Regions from separate parts of the Mus musculus genome. Here region 1 is linked to region 2. A link is a contact called in public targeted proximity ligation data. All regions are on one chromosome and are shown on one strand. The core of a region is the stretch at or near the end of the contact, and the rest is flanking DNA. Distances in the headings are between cores, read along the strand shown.

Region 1 (4,475 bases), core at 194-2,693, 39 kb before region 2:
GGACACCTTCTGCCAGCTCATACAAGAAGGCCAGTATCATGTTCTCAATTCCATCGTGTCACACGGGCACACCCTTTCCACCACAGGGCAATGTCTATACACATAAGACTTTAAGTCTGCATTTCCTGAGCTGTTCCTACTAAAGTTCAGCCAGGTGACTTGTGTGAGTCCCCAAGTGACAACTAACCCTTGAGATGCTGCCCAATTCCTCTAATGTTTGTTTGACAGATTGCACTCCCAATCTTGCCTTGCCTTTAATGCCTTTATGATGTGTGGATTGCTATATACACATCACTAGACCTCAAATTGGTGAGCTTTTTCTCTGACATACACAGATTTCAATTCAAGAAGTCCAGACTCAGCAAAGACCATTAATAATCCCTATCAGCAGGGCCCCCGTCTCTACTCCACGCTAGGGAAGTTACACAATTACAGAACAGAAATTGGGAAAGCTAGTACAGGACAAACCACAGTCACCTACCTAATCCTGACACATCACCTGCTTGGACGTATTATGTACACAGACATTGCCCTGTGATCTAAAGGATGTATCCACGTGGCAGACATTAGCCCACGATCCCAGAACATTAAATATTATCTTAACTGCACCGCTTATCTCCAGGTATCTGAAAGTTCAGGTCTCACTACCAAAATGCCAAAGGTCTGTGTTCTAAACGCTTGCTAAGCCAGTATTTCTGATATTCTGCTGTCCAACAGGCGAGTCTAATTTATAAACGGAAAACCTGTATTTTAAACAGTTTGCTGGTTGACTTATTGAAATTTTAGAGCTGGTTCCTAGGGGTCGGGGTGTAAGTAATACAAGTTTTTAAGAGTTGGACTTCTAAGCTCCAGCCAGACCGTTAAGCGCACAAGCTAGCGGCCACAAGGGGAGGCAGGCAAGTAGACAAATGAGGAGGAAGGAAAAATGTGATGGATTTTCCTCATTGGTAGGTAGAAGAGTTTGGGGTGCAGGCCTCAACTATTTCCGAGACCAACACCTTCTAGGGTACAGCCTGATCCAAGACTCGCCTACTCTCGAATGTCCGTAGAGTGCTCGCAAACTGCCCAGCATCGACTGGCGATCGCCGTCAGCCCACCTCCTCCTCCTCCTCCTGCGCATCCATGCTTCTCTAAGGGCTCGGCCCATTCCTCCCTCCTCCGCCTTGAATCTCCATTCCTCACCGCCTAGCGCACCGGGTCCCCATTCATCCCTCCTCCGCCCCGCACCTCGCTGTCCATCCCCAAGCGGCTCATGGGGCCTTCACGACAGCTCCCTGGACAGCAGTGCGGGTCACTTACCCGGACGCGGCAGGCCCGTGGCCCTCACACCGCAGCGCAGCCACTTCAGCGATTCAGCCCCGCGCGGGGACGTGGACCGCAGCGAAACCCAGTTAGCTCAGCTCACTGGTGCGCGCTGGACCCCACCCGGACTGCCCCGGAAAGACGTCACGAAAGCGGGACCAATAGGCTGTCGCTGGCACGCGCGGCCGCGTGCGGTGGGCGTGGTTTGTTTAGGCCACGCCTGCTTCAGGAGCTGCCTTCCAACTTGGTCCCGCCTTGGCCACGCAGAGCTATTTGGAGCCGATCTAACGGAAGTGAGCGATCCAGGGACTTGTAGGCTATGTCTGTGTCTAGGGCTTTTCCCAGAAGCCGGGGAGAAGAGGGGTCAGATCAGGTGAGCGCAGATGTACTCGGACGATGGCTGGTCTGGACAGGGCAGCTCTAGAAGGCCTCATGAGGTACTTTATGAGGCTCTTCTGACCCGGTTCCTGATCTTTCTTCCCATCGGCTATTCAACTCCTTAAGGCGGTCCAGCCTTGTCCTTGCTCGCAGGCATGGCTTGGCTACTGAGGTTTGCTTTGCACACACTGCACCTGCCAGCTTCTGGCTAAGCATTTCACCTGAAAGGCAATACACTGATTTAATCCTGCAAGAAGATCTCGCTTTTGTTTTCAAGTCCAGAAACAGTCTCACAAAGGGCTTTGGAATTTTACACGTGGCATGACACGTGGGACGAAATGGAAAGCCTGTGAGACTTGCTTTTAATTTTAAAAGATTAGGGTTGGAGAGATGGCTCAGCAGTTAAGAGCACTGATGCTCTTGCAGATGACCCCGCTTGATTCCCAGCATCCACACGGTGGCTCACGACCATCTGAAAGAGCAGTTCCAGGAGATTCCATGCCTTAAGGCCTCCAGTGCACGTACATACATAATATGTATTGGAGTAGGCAAAATTCCCATACATAATGTTTGTATTTTATTTTTGAGTCAGGGTCTCTCTTTGTATCCCTTCTGTACTGGAACTCTGCATAGATCCAATTGTCCTTGAACTCACAGAGATCACTTGCCTCATGACTTCCTGTGCTAGGATTAAAGTCATGGGCCACTGCATCCAGCATACATAATTTTTAAAGAAAGAATTTAACGTAAAGTAGGTTTTGCAAGTCAGTAGGTGAATTCTGCTACTGAATGCCAATTTGTGTAAAACCCTTTTTAGGTCTCCTACCATGCCCATCCAAAGCGATCATCGTTGCCAGTTTTGTTTTGAGACAAGGTTTCACAGTCCAGCCCTGGCTGGTTTGGGGTTTCACAGTCCAGCCCTGGCTGGTTTGGGGTTTCACAGTCCAGCCCTGGCTGGTTTGGGGCTTGCTATGTAGATCATCCTAGCCTTGAACTCACAGAAATCTGTTTGCCTGCTGGGATTAAAAGTATGTGCCACCATGGCTGGCCTATTTCTAGTTTTATAACCTGTCTTGAGTCCTGGGATCAGAAACCAATGGACCCTGCTCTGAGCTCTATTAAGACTATATATAAGCCTTGCTGTGCTGTCATCAGCACAACCTGCTTTCCGCTGTGTGGAATTTGCCCATCAATGGCTTGCTGAAAGCAGCTGGAGGAAGGCACTGGCAGACAAGCTCCTTTTGCTTTGTGTTTATTTTAATCCCCCAAGGTGTTCCAGAAGAAGAAATACAATATCAGTGCTCAGTGAAAACACTCCTGAACCATGGAAATGGCGTGTAGTGCTGTTCACCCTTTCCTCAGATGTCAAGAGTCTCTGGTGTTCAACTCACAACTTCCTCAAATGCCAAGGTACTCATTTCTCTCCTAAGAAAAACAGATAGTAGGGTGTGGTGGTGCATGCCACTGATCCCAGCACTCAGGAGGCAGAGGCAGGAGGATCTCTGTGAGTTCCAGGCCAAGGCTACATAGTGACACCTTAAAAAACAAAATAAACCGGCATGTGGGGGTTGGGGGAGAACTGGAGAAATGGTTCAGCAGTTAAGAGCACCAGCTGCTCTACCACAGGGGCTCTCAACCATCTATAATGAGTTCTGATGCCCTCTTCTGGCATGAAGGGGTATATTCAGATAGAGTACTCATATACATAAAATAAATAAATAAATCTTTTTTTTTTTTATAAAACAAATTCCCATTAATTTCATTTTGGTTTTTTGTTTTAAAGATTTATTTATTTATTATATGTAAGTACACTGTAGCTGTCTTCAGACACTCCAGAAGAGGGCATCAGATCTTGTTACAGATGACTGTGAGCCACCATATGGTTGCTGGGATTTGAACTCTGGACCTTCGGAAGAACAGTCGGGTGCTCTTACCCACTGAGCCATATCACCACCCCCAAATAAATCTTTTTTAAAAAGAGAAACAGACAGACCCAAAGTGTTTTGAAAAATTGGAAGCAATGTGCTTGTTCACAGGTCTTCATGAACATTACTCTGAATTTCCCAGGCAAGTAATGAGGTAAAAATGGTAGAAGTAGAGCCAGCCAGGCAGTGGTGGCACACGCCTTTAATCCCAGCAGCTGGGAGGCAGGGGCAAGCAGATCTCTGAGTTCGAGGCCAGTCTGGTCTACAGAGTGAGTTCCAGGGGCTATACAGAGAAACCCTGTCTCAAAAAAAGCAAAAAAAAAAAAAAAAAAAAAAAAAAAAGGTAGAAGTGTAAATTTTTTCCTTTTTTTCATGACAAGGTCTTGCTATAAAACTTTAGATGGCCTAGAACTCACTATAAAGACTACGCCATCCTCAAAATCAGATATTCACCAACTCTGCCTCATGAGTGCTGGGATTAAAGACATGTACCATGATAACTGGCTAAGAATATAATTTTAAAAGTAAATTTTCATTATTTATAAAATATGTGAACTATTTTATTATTATTACTATTTTTTTTTTTTTTTTTTTTTACTTTTGGAGACAGGGAATGTTCTGTAACTTGCTTTGTTCACTAAGCTGGAGGAAGTCTGAGATTTGCCTACATCTGCCTCCCAAGTACCACCAGTGCCCAGTCAATTTTTATATGTATATCATTTACATGCAATACCCATGAAGAGAGTGTCTTATCCTGCAGTCACAGATTGTTGTGAGCCACACATGTGGGTGCTGGGAATCAAACCCAGTTCCTCTACAAGATCAGCAAGTGCTCTGACCATTGAGCCATCTCTTCAGCCTCTTTTTCCC
Region 2 (4,690 bases), core at 732-3,231:
GAGGCCAGGTTGGGTGCTGTTTACTGGTTTGTTTACTGTCTTGTTTTCCGTGGCTTGCCCAGGATAACCAGCCTATAGGGGCCCCACACACAGTGGGCTGGCCCTCTCTCATCAATCACTAATTAAGAAAATACCCTAGCTAGGTGGTGGTGACTCACACTGTTAATCCCAGCACTCAGGAGGCAGAGGCAGGCAGTTCTCTGTGAGTTTGAGGCCAGCCTGGTCTACAGGGTAAGTTCCAAAAAAGCCAGACCTACACAAAGAACCCCTGTCTTGAAAAGATTCTGACTGACTGACTAAATTAATTTAAAAAAGAAAAAAATGCCTATGGCTGGATCTTATGGAGGCATTTTTTCATTTTATTCTCCTTTCAAATAACTCTAGCTTGGATCAAGTTGACATAAGACCAGCCAGTGCAGGGCCTTAACCTACATTGTTGTGTGGTCTTCACGTCTGCTGTGTTTACAGCTCTGAGCTGAGGCTGAGGAGTACATGGATCCTGCCTAGTGTTATGTAGGGAGCTGCCGAGGCAGGTAGGCCCCACACAAGCAGGTCTCCACCAGTCTTCCGGACTTCCTATGTAGCGGGGAAGATGAGGAACATTGCCTAGTGATCGCATGTTGTTCACATAGCTTTTACAGAACTGTCAGCATTGCGCACAATGCGCCAATCTTGTTTTTTTGTTTTTGTTTGTTTTAGGTTTATTTTTATATGCGTGAGTGTTTTGACTGCATCTGTGGCTTTGCATGACTGGATCCCTTGGATGTAGAGTTACATGATTGTGAGCAGTCGTGTGGGTGCTGGCAATGGAACTCAGGTTCTCTGGAAGAGCAGCTGGTGCTCTTAACCCCTGAGCAGTCTCTCCAGAAAACACTCCCCCTGTTTTTGAGACAGGATCTTATTAGTCCACCTAGACTGTCTTGACTTGTGATCCTGCCGCCTCAGCCTCTGGAGTGCAGGGGTCGTAAGTTTGAGTCCCACACCTAGTTCTCTAATGAATCAACCTAAGTGTTGTGGAGAGACAGTCCCCTCCCCCACCAGGCACCTGAGTCCTCTGGGCTGAGTTGCCCCAGGTGGTACTTTGCAAGGTTCCTTGCCTTTATTAGGCCTCAGTCTTCTCATCTGTAGCACAGGTGACTGCAAATCCACCTCCTATGGGGACTAAGGACCATTTGGCAGATAGCAGTCTAGGAAGGCGGGCAGGCATGGGATCTGTGGGGGTCAGCAAGCCAGGACCTGCCCCAGAACAGAGCCAGACTAGAGCTTCTCTCTGGATTTCTTCAGTAGGGAGTTTGGGTTATCCTTGGGTCTCTGCACAGTCCGTGTGTCCTGGTGTCCATAACAGGCACTGTGGGAAGGGCTCCTGGGTTCTTCTGCATCCTCACCAACTTCTGGACCTGCTGCCCCTGAGGCTCCAAGACAGCTAGAGTCCAGACTCACATAGAATCCTCCAGGCACGTCTGTGCCCTGATAAGCTTGGTTGAGGCCAGAAGGCCAGGGGCTAGAATTTCATCTCTACGCCCCCAGAGATGGTTTGTGTCTTTCCCTTCATTGTTTTTGCCTGTCCATTTGGCCACATGGTGGACAGAATTGTCATTGGATCCTGAGTTGGCGCCTGTCACCATTTTGGGCGGTGGCCCCTGTGCCTTGGCACCTGGGTTCCCACTTTTTTTCCAGGAGCTGTGGCTTGTTTGAAAGCAGAAACTTGCAAGTTTGGCTCAATAAACAGACTTTGGAGAGCGATGATAAGTTTCGCGGGTTTCTGACTCGTCTCTGCACTACTTAAAGGAAACAGGCGCTGGTACAAAGGTAGGCTTGTTTCTGAAATCGGTTCTCCAGTTTCCTCTCCGAGGACAGAACAATGTGATCTTTGTGGCCACACGGGAACCACTTCCCTCTCTGGCCCGCAGGGGAGGGCCTGGGCCATCCCACCTTCTCCCACCTCCGTGGAAATGCGTCAGTGCCAGCTAGCTGGCAGGTCTGACTGACTGTTGCAGGGTTGGCAGTAGTTCTCAGGGTGTGGCACCGAGGCACCACAGCCTGACTGCAGCTCCAGTCCTGGGTCCCTAAGTTCATCCTTGCTGAATTCTTAATCTGCATCGGTCTTGGGGACACAAGGACTCTGATCTCTTCCTGACCTTGAGTGTCAGTGGCTCTTTCCCGATGCTGGGGACAGTACCCAGGGCTTCATATATGTTGAGCAGACATTGCAGTTCCAAGCCTTTGCATCTAGTGCTGGTCCTCAGTGAAAGGGGAGCCCAGGCTCAGGTCACTGTGCAGATGCACCGTATGGTGGCTGCCAGGAAAATCCCGGTGTCCACAGAGTCCACGAAGCCCGGCTGCTCAGCTTAGTTTTTTGCTAAAGATGGGTGAGGGTCCCAGGCCATATGCAGGGTAAACGTGGCACAGCAGGAGCCCTGTGCCGTTCCCAGAAGTTCTGTGTAGTTTGTGCTTGCGCTGCTTTTGATACTTAGACAGTGGTCTGATGAGAACAATTCCTGGGTGTGTGTGCTTCTTACACTAGGTGTGGTTAGTGACGATTTCCTTTGTAAATAAATGCGTCCTCCTTTGGAACACCCAGAAAACAACAGATTAAACAACTGAGGCTTGTGCTGGCCGCTGCCCAGTGGCTGAGATGGAACCACCACAACCCCAGGATGAGAGATGGGGAAACTGAAGCTCAAAGAGGTAGAGAGTGGAAGCCTATTTGCATTGTAAATGGTTTCTTTGAAATTACTTTAAGGGTCTGTGTCTCTTCTACCCCTGCAGGCACCAGGTATGTGCATTGTATATTGACATACATGTAGCCTAAACACCTGCATGTGTGTTCTCACTTTCTGTCCCCTCCTCTTGCCCCTCCCCCTCTTCCTCTCCCTCTCTCCCTCTTTCCAGATCATGAAACTCGCCAAAGGGGCCCCTGGGTTCTGCTCCTTGGTGTCTGAGACACGGTTAACGTATGTGAAACGGACCTGGGGACAGGCTGCAATGTCACAATTATCCTCTTGGGGGAGTTGTCTGATGGGCTGCTCTTCCTATATATGAACCTGAGTGGCTGTCCTGTACCTGGTAGAACAAGCCAGGAGACCTTGAGAGAAAGCTGCCGCTGTCCCAAGGAAGGACTTGCCTCCGTCAGAGTGTCCAAGCACTCAGTCCCCAGGGGCTCCGAGTGCATCTCCGTTTTGGGATTGCTGTCTTACTCTTTGCCGTGGTCGTGGGCCACTTCCGGGAGCCTGGCAGGCTGAGAGCCATGGGACCAAGATGGTGTGTAATCAGAATGCTATATTTTGTCGAAAATAAGAATGTTAGTAATGGGCTGGTTTCTGGCAAGTCAAACTGGGACTCTGAAATACATATTTTTCTCTACTCTGTCCTAAACCTTCTAATTAGTGAAAACGCACATTTGCAGACATAAATCAATGTCACGATTTGTCCTGGGGATCCCTGAGCTGGTAGCATTATGTGGTTGCTAAATTGGGGCTTTGGGAGTGTGCACATGCTTGTTTGTGCATGCACATGTGCACGTGTGTGTCAGAGGGTGAAGGTTCAGGAGAAGCTGAGTTTCCCAGAGAAGTCCTGGAACCTTTCCTTTGGGCCACCTAGCACCACCCCCCCACCTCCCCCCCCCCCCCCCCACACACACATAGACTGTTAAAGTTCTTGAGTGCAGATGTCACCAAGTTAAACTGATTAACAGGGGAAATGACTTTCATGGTAAAGGACTTCCTTTCTGGAAACCTCTACTGCAGAGTGTCAGTAGCTAGGTCCAGCATTCTGCAGAGGCTGTTGGCCTGGTGCCTCCTGTTAGACAGTTGAGACCTTAGTCATGTGAAGACGAGCCAGCTTTGGTAGGTTCCATGAGTTCCTGGGGTTAGGTGCAGGGTCTACTCAGCTGGGGTCATGCAGGTTCAACGTTAGACTGTGAAGTAATGTCCCAGAGCACCCCTGGTGATTTGTCATCTATACTAGGGGAATTACTTGCCAACAGTCCTCTGGTGGCCAGATAAGACAGTCACTGTCCTAGCAGCCCATAGGATGTGAGCAGAGTGCCGTGGTGAGGCACAGGTGAGCCTGTCGCTGGTATACATCAGGGTTTTGGTTTGTGAAAGGAGCAGGAGGTGGGCTGGCTGCTGGAAGAGGATCAAGCCAGACTGGGCATCTCCCCCGTTCTGGATTCCATGTGCCTCTGCCCAGTCTCTCCTGGCTCTTCTCACTCTATTTTATTTCTGACTCCAGGCCAGTGCTTTTCAAAATATGTTTCCTGGTTTAAAACCAAAAAAATAGGACAAAGAATGTCAGTTGAGTGTTTGCCTAATGTGCATGAAGCCCTGGGGTTGATTCCCCAGCGTTGCATAAGCCAGACATGGTGGAAAATGTGTCTAGGATTGGGAGCTGGGCCTAGCTCCTCTGTGTACACAGCGTGGCCTAGGTGAGCTGCTTAGCAATAGGCTGTGGGTGCTCACCTGTGGAAGGGAATGCCTCCCTCATTTGGGCTCAGGTTGTAATTGGCCCACAGCTGGTGCTGGCTCTGCTGTGGGTGTAGGTCTATGGCCCCAATGTTGAGTGGCAGGCTTCAGTTGAGAGCAAGTAGCTCAGACTTCCACCCATGTAATCTGATGGTCACCCTTGAAGATGTCCTTGGTAGGAGTGACCCTCTGTTGTGTGGGAGTGAGGACTATATAGTTCTGGAAGA

Evidence for each region.
Region 1: a contact with region 2 is called in a targeted proximity ligation map of pancreatic cancer cells. A contact is called at or near these places in 13 of 39 promoter capture datasets (3T3-L1-derived adipocytes, the HPC-7 cell line, HPC-7-derived erythroid cells and 8 more), 11 of 484 Hi-C or Micro-C datasets (CD8 T cells, the HPC-7 cell line, LSK cells and 4 more), 21 of 130 datasets of targeted methods (the 230-238 cell line, CD8 T cells, the HPC-7 cell line and 15 more) and 2 of 9 other capture datasets (adipose tissue and liver).

The regions. Positions count from the first base shown.
Region 1 is chr19:3,705,261-3,709,735 of GRCm38.p6, reverse strand. It overlaps 1810055G02Rik (RIKEN cDNA 1810055G02 gene), which reads right to left and starts at 1,443. Exons shown (of 4, transcript NM_028077.3): 1 at 1,300-1,443. Gm36608 (predicted gene, 36608) reads left to right here and starts at 1,568. Exons shown (of 3, transcript NR_167751.1): 1 at 1,568-1,675; 2 at 2,951-3,090.
Region 2 is chr19:3,666,517-3,671,206 of GRCm38.p6, reverse strand. All of the region lies in intron 1 of Lrp5 (low density lipoprotein receptor-related protein 5), which reads left to right. Among named protein-coding and RNA genes, the nearest start is that of Gm36672, 18 kb to the left of the region's middle.